Linked DNA regions of Gossypium arboreum: region 1 is linked to region 2. A link is a contact called in public Hi-C data. All regions are on one chromosome and are shown on one strand. Each heading gives the region's core, a stretch centred on a gene start, on an enhancer-like site or on the middle of the called end of the contact. The rest is flanking DNA. Distances are from core to core; before and after follow the strand shown.

Region 1 (3,614 bases), core at 882-3,381, 140 kb after region 2:
GCACTCCAAATGCTTGCATCTGCGGGATATGGCATCGATTTGATGATTCTATATGCTTCACTGAGATCACCACCGCGACTTAGAAGGTCAACCATACAGGCGTAATGTTCTGAGTTGGGCTCAACACCAAAATCCCTCATCGACTTAAAATAAGATTTTCCATCTTCCACAGATCCTGCATGACTGCAAGCCGAAAGAATGTTCATGAAGGTAACTTGATTAGGTCTTATGCCTGACTCTACCATTTGATTGAAAAGTGAGATGGCAGCATTCACCCTACCGTGTGCTCCATATCCAGCAATCATCACAGTCCATGACACCACACTTTTCTCTGACATGCTATCAAAAACCCTTTGGGCTGTTACAAGGTCTCCACACTTGGCATACATGTCAGTTAAAGCTGTATCGATATAGAGATCTGTATTTACACCATAGGTAAGAAGCTTGTGGTGAAGCCATTTTCCTTTCTCAAGATAACCCAAATTGGAGCATGCTTGAAGCACGCTTAAGAAAGTAACATCATTCATCTCAAGACCGTTCAAGTACATTTGATCACAAAGGCTAATTGCCTCTACAGAATTTCCATTTTGATGGAATCCGCAAATCATAGAATTCCATGTTACAACACTTTTCTCGTTGATATCATCAAAGATAGTGTATGCTAATTCCGTCAAGCCACATTTTGAGTACATATCAATTAGCGAATTCTGGACAAACTCATCCGAAAGGCCTCTTTTGATGATATGACCATGCATCTGATCTCCAAACAGCAATAAACCTCCATCAGCACAAGCTGAGATAGAACTTGCTAGGCTGAATGAATCAGGCATTAATCCCAAGGTCTGCATCTGCACAAGGTGTGCCAATGCCTCTTTTAACAACCCTTTCTCAGTACAAATTGATATGACCATATTCCATGCCACGATATTTCTTCCTCCAACAACGTGAAGAACCTTTTCACAATAGTTCAACTTTCCACATTTCATATATAGTTCTATGAAAACAGGCCCTAAAACATCGTACTCAAGATCCATTTCTTTCCTAATAATGTAACAGTGAACCGACTTCCCTTCTCTAAGCCAACCTAGCCCTGCAAAAGACCCTAAAACACTCATCATGGTCACTGAATTCGGTTCCACACGAGAATCTAACATATCAAAGAAAGACTTTAACGCTTCTGCAAACCTACCTGCTCTAAAATAGCTAGATATCATTGCAGTCCACAATGCAGTACTACGGTTCGTTATATTTAGAAAGATCCTCTCTGCACTATCCAAGTCACCACATTTGCTATACATTGCAACAAGGGAACTAGCCAATGAACCATCAATTTCAATCCTCCTCCTCACTATATAACCATGAATCAGCCTTGCTAATTTCAGAAATCCCAAGTCGCCACAAGCCTCAGCTACACTAAGCATTGTTATGGAGTCCGGTCTAATACCTTCCAATACCATTAAACGGAACATCTCCAAGCCTTCATTTGCCTTCCCATTCTCAACATAACTCAAAATAATCGAACTCCAGGAAACCAAGTCTTTTATTGTCATTTCATCAAACATTTTCTTAGCATAACTTAAACATCCCATTTCGCCGTACATGGAAAGAAGTGAAGACTGAATAACAGTATCTTTCTCAAACCCATTTTTTATAATGGTCCCATGGACCATTTCACCAATACCCAGATCACCAAAACCAGAACAGGCCCTCAAAAGAGAAGGAAATATGAAGTTACTGATGTGGAGTTGGTCATTCTTTATCATAGTGAGGTAGAGAAAAATGGCATCTTGAAACAAGTTGCTCCAAACAGAGCATTTAATTAGAACACCCCACATGAAAGAATCTGGGTTAGGGAAGCATCTGAAAACAAGTTTGGAAGATTGAAAAGAACCCATTTGGGAATAGGATTCAATGAGCTTGGTGGAAGGGAGTGGGTCATGGTGAAACCCAGTAACTAAGAGGTGGGCATGGAGTTGTGCTAGTGATCTGAGATTGGTGCATGATCTGAATAATGGCATGTAAAGGGTGGTCATTGCAGAAGCGAGAGAGTGAGCGTGGAAAGAGAAAAGTCGCGAAGGCCACCAAGGGGTGAAGTATGAACTGACCATAGCAACAACAGTAGTTTGGGCTCTTGGCCCATTTTTTATGTAGAGATAGCCGAATAAAATGAGGGAACCAAACCCAGAGGTGTCTCCTCATATTCCAAAAAAATTGGGATGGTTAAGATTTTAATTTTAATTTTCAAATATTAAATCCCTAACTAAGTTTATATTACATATGAATTCTTTCCAATTCAATTGCAATTTATTTTAAAAAACCAAAAATTATAAAATTCTATTATTTTGTAACAATGTATTTGTTTTTTTATTTTTATGCCTTTAACTTTTTATCAACTATCAATTTTGAATAGGATCAAATTTGTTTAACTGCAAACTAATCCGAGTAGTATTGTAAAAAAAAAGACGCAAAAGAACCAATTAACCTTTAAAACAGTACTAGCCGATGGAACTACATTTTATAATTTTCTAAAATATATTATCTTTTAATTTTTATAATTTTTTTAGTTGGACTGATTATAATTCTGCTTTTCTTTTAACTATAATTATTTTCTCGAAATATAAAATTTTATTTCTCCTAGAGTGTCACAATTTGTTGAAGTTTAATCAATCTATTTAATTCTATTGAATCAGACGTCTGATGAGTGCTTTGCTGCCCTGGATATAGAAGTTGATTAGTTCCCATTATCACCTAATCGTTGCTTTCTTTTAATCTAAAAAATAAATAATAGATATGTGATTGTTAGAGAGAGATAATTGTTGTAAGCCAAATAAAGAAAGTAAGAATTATGTTCAAAAAGAAAGCTTATTTTATTTTACAATATTAAAAGACATATAACATGTACTGTATTCTTGTTTTTATGCATATTTTATTTTATATTTTTCAAATGATTAATTATGAAATTTATAAATCTAACAAGTTCAATTAATCATTATGAGTTATCAATTTAAATTAATTAATTTATCATGAGTTATTAAATTCAAATAATCAATTTATAAATTTAAAATATTCCAAATTCATAGTAGAATATTTAGTTTCACTCCTTGAAGCTTATTTTCATTTAATAAAATGTGATTAATAGATTTTTTATGTGAAATTTAAAATTTTATCAAAATAATATATTTATTTAATAAATTATAATTAATAGGTTTGCTTATATAGAATAGCTATAATTTTACTTTAAATTTTAGAGAATATGTTTTATTTAGTAACTATGGATCTTGCTGTTAATAGTGAAAAGCTATTCTAAAATGTTAAAATAAAATATAAAAAATTGATTATACTAGAAACTTGATTATTATAACAAAATGTTAAAACGGATGACCACTATAAAGACCGCATTGATTTTAATTGTCTTCTTACAATACTAAACTGTCACTGGAACCAATAATCTCGCACACAAGTAGCTCGAAGTGCCGACGAGCTATGTGAAGTTCAGTTGGTAAAACTGCCTCCTCACTTGAGAGCAGCTCTACCAGATATTCATCCATCCATTTGGGGTTAGTTGGTCAAAAGATATTTCCATCCTCCAGGAAGCATCTGTTGCGGTAGATAAT
Region 2 (3,806 bases), core at 196-2,695:
CTTTGAAGTGAGAAAGCAACATCTCATGAGGTGATTTCTCTTACCAACCTATCCAACATAGGGAATGCAAAGTACAGTACCAAGAAAGACGGGATGGCAAAAACAACTGTGACCAGAAAGTGGAGTAATAAGATAACAGCACTCCCCGGTATTGCAAAGAAGACAACCAGAAGGAAAATGATGACCAATGGGAACTTGGATGTAAAGTGAATGAAGAAATCCAATGATTTATGAAGCGAGAAATGATGCCTCTCAGCATTATTTCTGCCACCAGTATCTAGAGACCTATTTTGTTCAGAACGATTGGCATATGATCCTCTCCTAACAACACCACTGATAGCTTGATTGCCAAGCATTAAATTACATCTCAGAGAGCCAACGGCTTGATTGTCCCCAGATAGATTTCTCCTGGAAATGCCATACCTATCCCCATTCAAACTCTCGATCATCCACAAAATGAAGAAGTTCTTCCGAGGGAACTTGAGGTTCCCCTTATAAACTAGCCGTAGCGCTATTAAGTGGCACCATGGGCAAGAAATGAACATGGGGATCTTGATTTGCTGAGTGGGGAGTTTCAAAACAGCAGGTTGGAGACCCAGGATACAATTTTGGCAAAGAGTGTGACCACACCATAAGACATAAGGCACATTCTCAACAATGTTGAAAGGTTCCCAACAAATGGGACACTCTAATCCTTCATCTCTACTACCATTTGAACACAGCTCATCATCTGAACACTCGGAACAAGCTTGATTCGCCTCTTTTGAACATTTTAACCCAATGCTAGCAATGGTATTTGAAGCAAAACTCCACATTTTGACAGAACAATAACAATAAAAATAAATTACAACTAACTCTTAACTACTTAGAATCTTAGACCAGAAAATCAGGGACTTCCGACATAACAAACCTGAAAATAAAGAAAGAAAGAAAAGATTTTAGAAGATGGAAGACAATTGTTCATAATTCAAATATATCTCAATTCATTATTCTTTTACTTTTAGATTCAGCATAATCATCCAATAATTATATTCATAAAATACAAATTAAAATCTCAGTATATGTGAAAAGAACCCCACAAAAAATTTGAAATTTTAGATATGAAATTATAAAATTTACAGATTCTAAAAGGTGAAAAAAAAATACCTTAAAAATGTTGGATGGGGTTGGGAGCAGAGAAGAGATCCAAAGAGAAAGAAAAAAGATAGTTCTCATTCGACGAGACGACACTGTTTAAATAAGAACCAGAACTAACCAACCTGGTCAACGAGTAAACCACCGATGAAAACGCCGTCGCTTAGTACTCCCCCTCGACTCCAACTGAATAACTGAAATCATTTTTATTATTTTATAATTATTTTTTCACTCCTTCCGGAGTTTGTTATTAGCGATTATAGTATATGTGTTTTAACTTCAACACGTCACTTCCTAGATTATTTACACGTTGCATATAGAATATTTACAAATTTATTATAAATATGATTTAATTTAATAGTGTAGTAATGTTTTTTTTTTTAATTTTATAAATAATTTAATATTTAAGTTTGTTAATCTTTTAACATATAATAACTCATAATCATGGTTTGTTTTTGTTATATTCCTCTACCCTTGAGATACATGTCAGTAGTATAAACAACATTGACCTTCTTGTAATCTGGTCAAAGAAAGTACTTCTCTCAACCACCCACCTTGTAATGGAAGCATTAGCCTTCCATGCTTTCAACCATCTTTCATAATAAGAAGGCTTCTCACCTTTCGTTGCCTCCAAGATGTTAAGGCATCTATTTTTTAGGTGTGAACATTTTTCTAATGTAAACATGCCCTTGAGCTTTTGTAGAGTCTAGTTGGGCTTAATAACCTTGTACTAATTGAGTGAATGATGGATTGGGCCTCACAATGTACACTTTTCACATATTAGATGAGGACAATCTTCTTCATGGTTGTAACACCCCTAGCCCATATTCGTCACAAGGTTAGAGCTACGAAGTGTTATCGGAGCATAATGTCAAGGTACAATTAGTTAACAATAACAATTCATCACATAAATCATAACAACATCAACCAAAGTCATACATACGGTCCCTTTTATGAGCCCTCAAGGCCTTAAAAAGACATTATAAACAAATCAGAACTAAATCGGAAACATATGATTTTTTTGGAAAAAGTTAAAATTTTTCAAACTGTAAGGGTCACATGGCCAAAAAACATGTCCATTTCTTTGGCCATGTGGACATTCGAAATAGGGACACAAGATCATGTCCCAGCCTATGTCCATACCCATGTAACTCATTGACTTGGGTTACACGGCCAAGCCACAAGTTCGTGCGCTAGGCCGTGTACCCTTCGAAATAACCCCACACGCCCATATGCCAAGCCGTGTGCTAAGTCGTGTAACAGCCTGACTTGCAAACCTTTGAAGGTTACAGAGGACACATGGCCGTGTCGTCTAGCCATGCGTCACACACGGCTGAGACACACGCCCGTGTGGACGAAAAATAGCCCATTCCCAAGCCATTTTTCTCACCCAAACTCACACATCATGTACAAGCCATTTGCACCTAAAATCAAGCATTTAAAACACACTTTGTATATGCATATCCAAGCTTATACAACATAGAAACTATCCATTCAACCAATATGCCAAAATGGCACCTCAATTTCAACAATCAAACTTACCTAACACCTAACCATTTCATTCACTAAATTTACCAATTGAACAATTACAAAGCCATTTTTATCCATATCTTCATATACCAAAATGCATACACAACTAATACCAAATGACCATTTTCCCAACTAACATATACTATACAAATTTGACCAAAAGATGGTCACTTCCAAACTACTTAAACTAGCCATTTCCAACATCATTCTACATTCATTCCACACCAACCATTCATTGTTACCATACCATTTCCATCAATATTTCCTTACTATCATCTTAACCAACAGAACATCAAATTATCAAGCACACAAAATACCATAAAATCTTAATATCATACCAACTAATTCATCAGCCAAGATAACATATATACAAGCCAAACACAATGGCTAAATTCATTAAACAAAACACCTATACATGTCATTATAACCATGACTCAAAATCATCAAAAACCACCGATTTAGCTGATGGATAGTGTGATGGATCTCCGACAAGCTTCCAATTTGTACGAACCTCCGATTATCTAGAAACATAGGAGAAAATCACGCAAGTAAGCTTATAATGCTTAGTAAGTTCGTAAATCATAAATAATACTTACCATTTCATTATAAAATCCTAAAGGCAAAAATAGTGAGCATATCCAACATTGCTTGGCACAAGCCTAAGCACCAACAACAATTCACAATAGTGATTAACATATAACTTAATCAAATTCATTACACAACAAAGAGCTTCCTTAAGCTTTCCATGTAAACATTCTTACTAAAAATCTTTAATCACTATCATTTCATACCTTTCTCATGCTTTTATGACATTATAAGTCGAAGTTTATACCTATCCTTCCCTTTTTGTATCCCCGTTGAACCACTAGAATAATATTGGATACTCGAGAATTTCACACACTATGTGCTAACACGTGGTTGAAACCACTACTATCTCATATCTCGTATAATTGCTCTCTCTCGAGCCATAAGTGGGTCTGCTCACACAAGTTGTCAGTTAGGACGTAGCTACACGGTGCTGCTCACACAAGCTGTCAAGTAACCGCAACACATGCTAGAAACTCAACCATCGGTAGGGCATACAAGACCAGCACCTAAAACACGGTAACCCCTAATGACATGTCATTTGTATCCTATATATT

What was found. A called contact is a pair of places that touch in the nucleus more often than the background predicts.
Region 1: a contact with region 2 is called in a Hi-C map of leaf, with 3 times the contacts expected there. The contact joins the promoter of LOC108482286 here to the promoter of LOC108480580 in region 2. A contact is called at or near these places in 2 of 5 Hi-C or Micro-C datasets (both in leaf).

What each region holds. Positions count from the first base shown.
Region 1 is chr3:45,574,274-45,577,887 of ASM2569848v2, forward strand. It overlaps LOC108482286 (putative pentatricopeptide repeat-containing protein At1g69350, mitochondrial), which reads right to left and starts at 2,132. Exons shown (of 1, transcript XM_017785411.2): 1 at 1-2,132. The coding sequence starts at 2,108.
Region 2 is chr3:45,432,596-45,436,401 of ASM2569848v2, forward strand. LOC108480580 reads right to left here and starts at 1,446. Exons shown (of 3, transcript XR_008280068.1): 1 at 1,147-1,446; 2 at 1-910.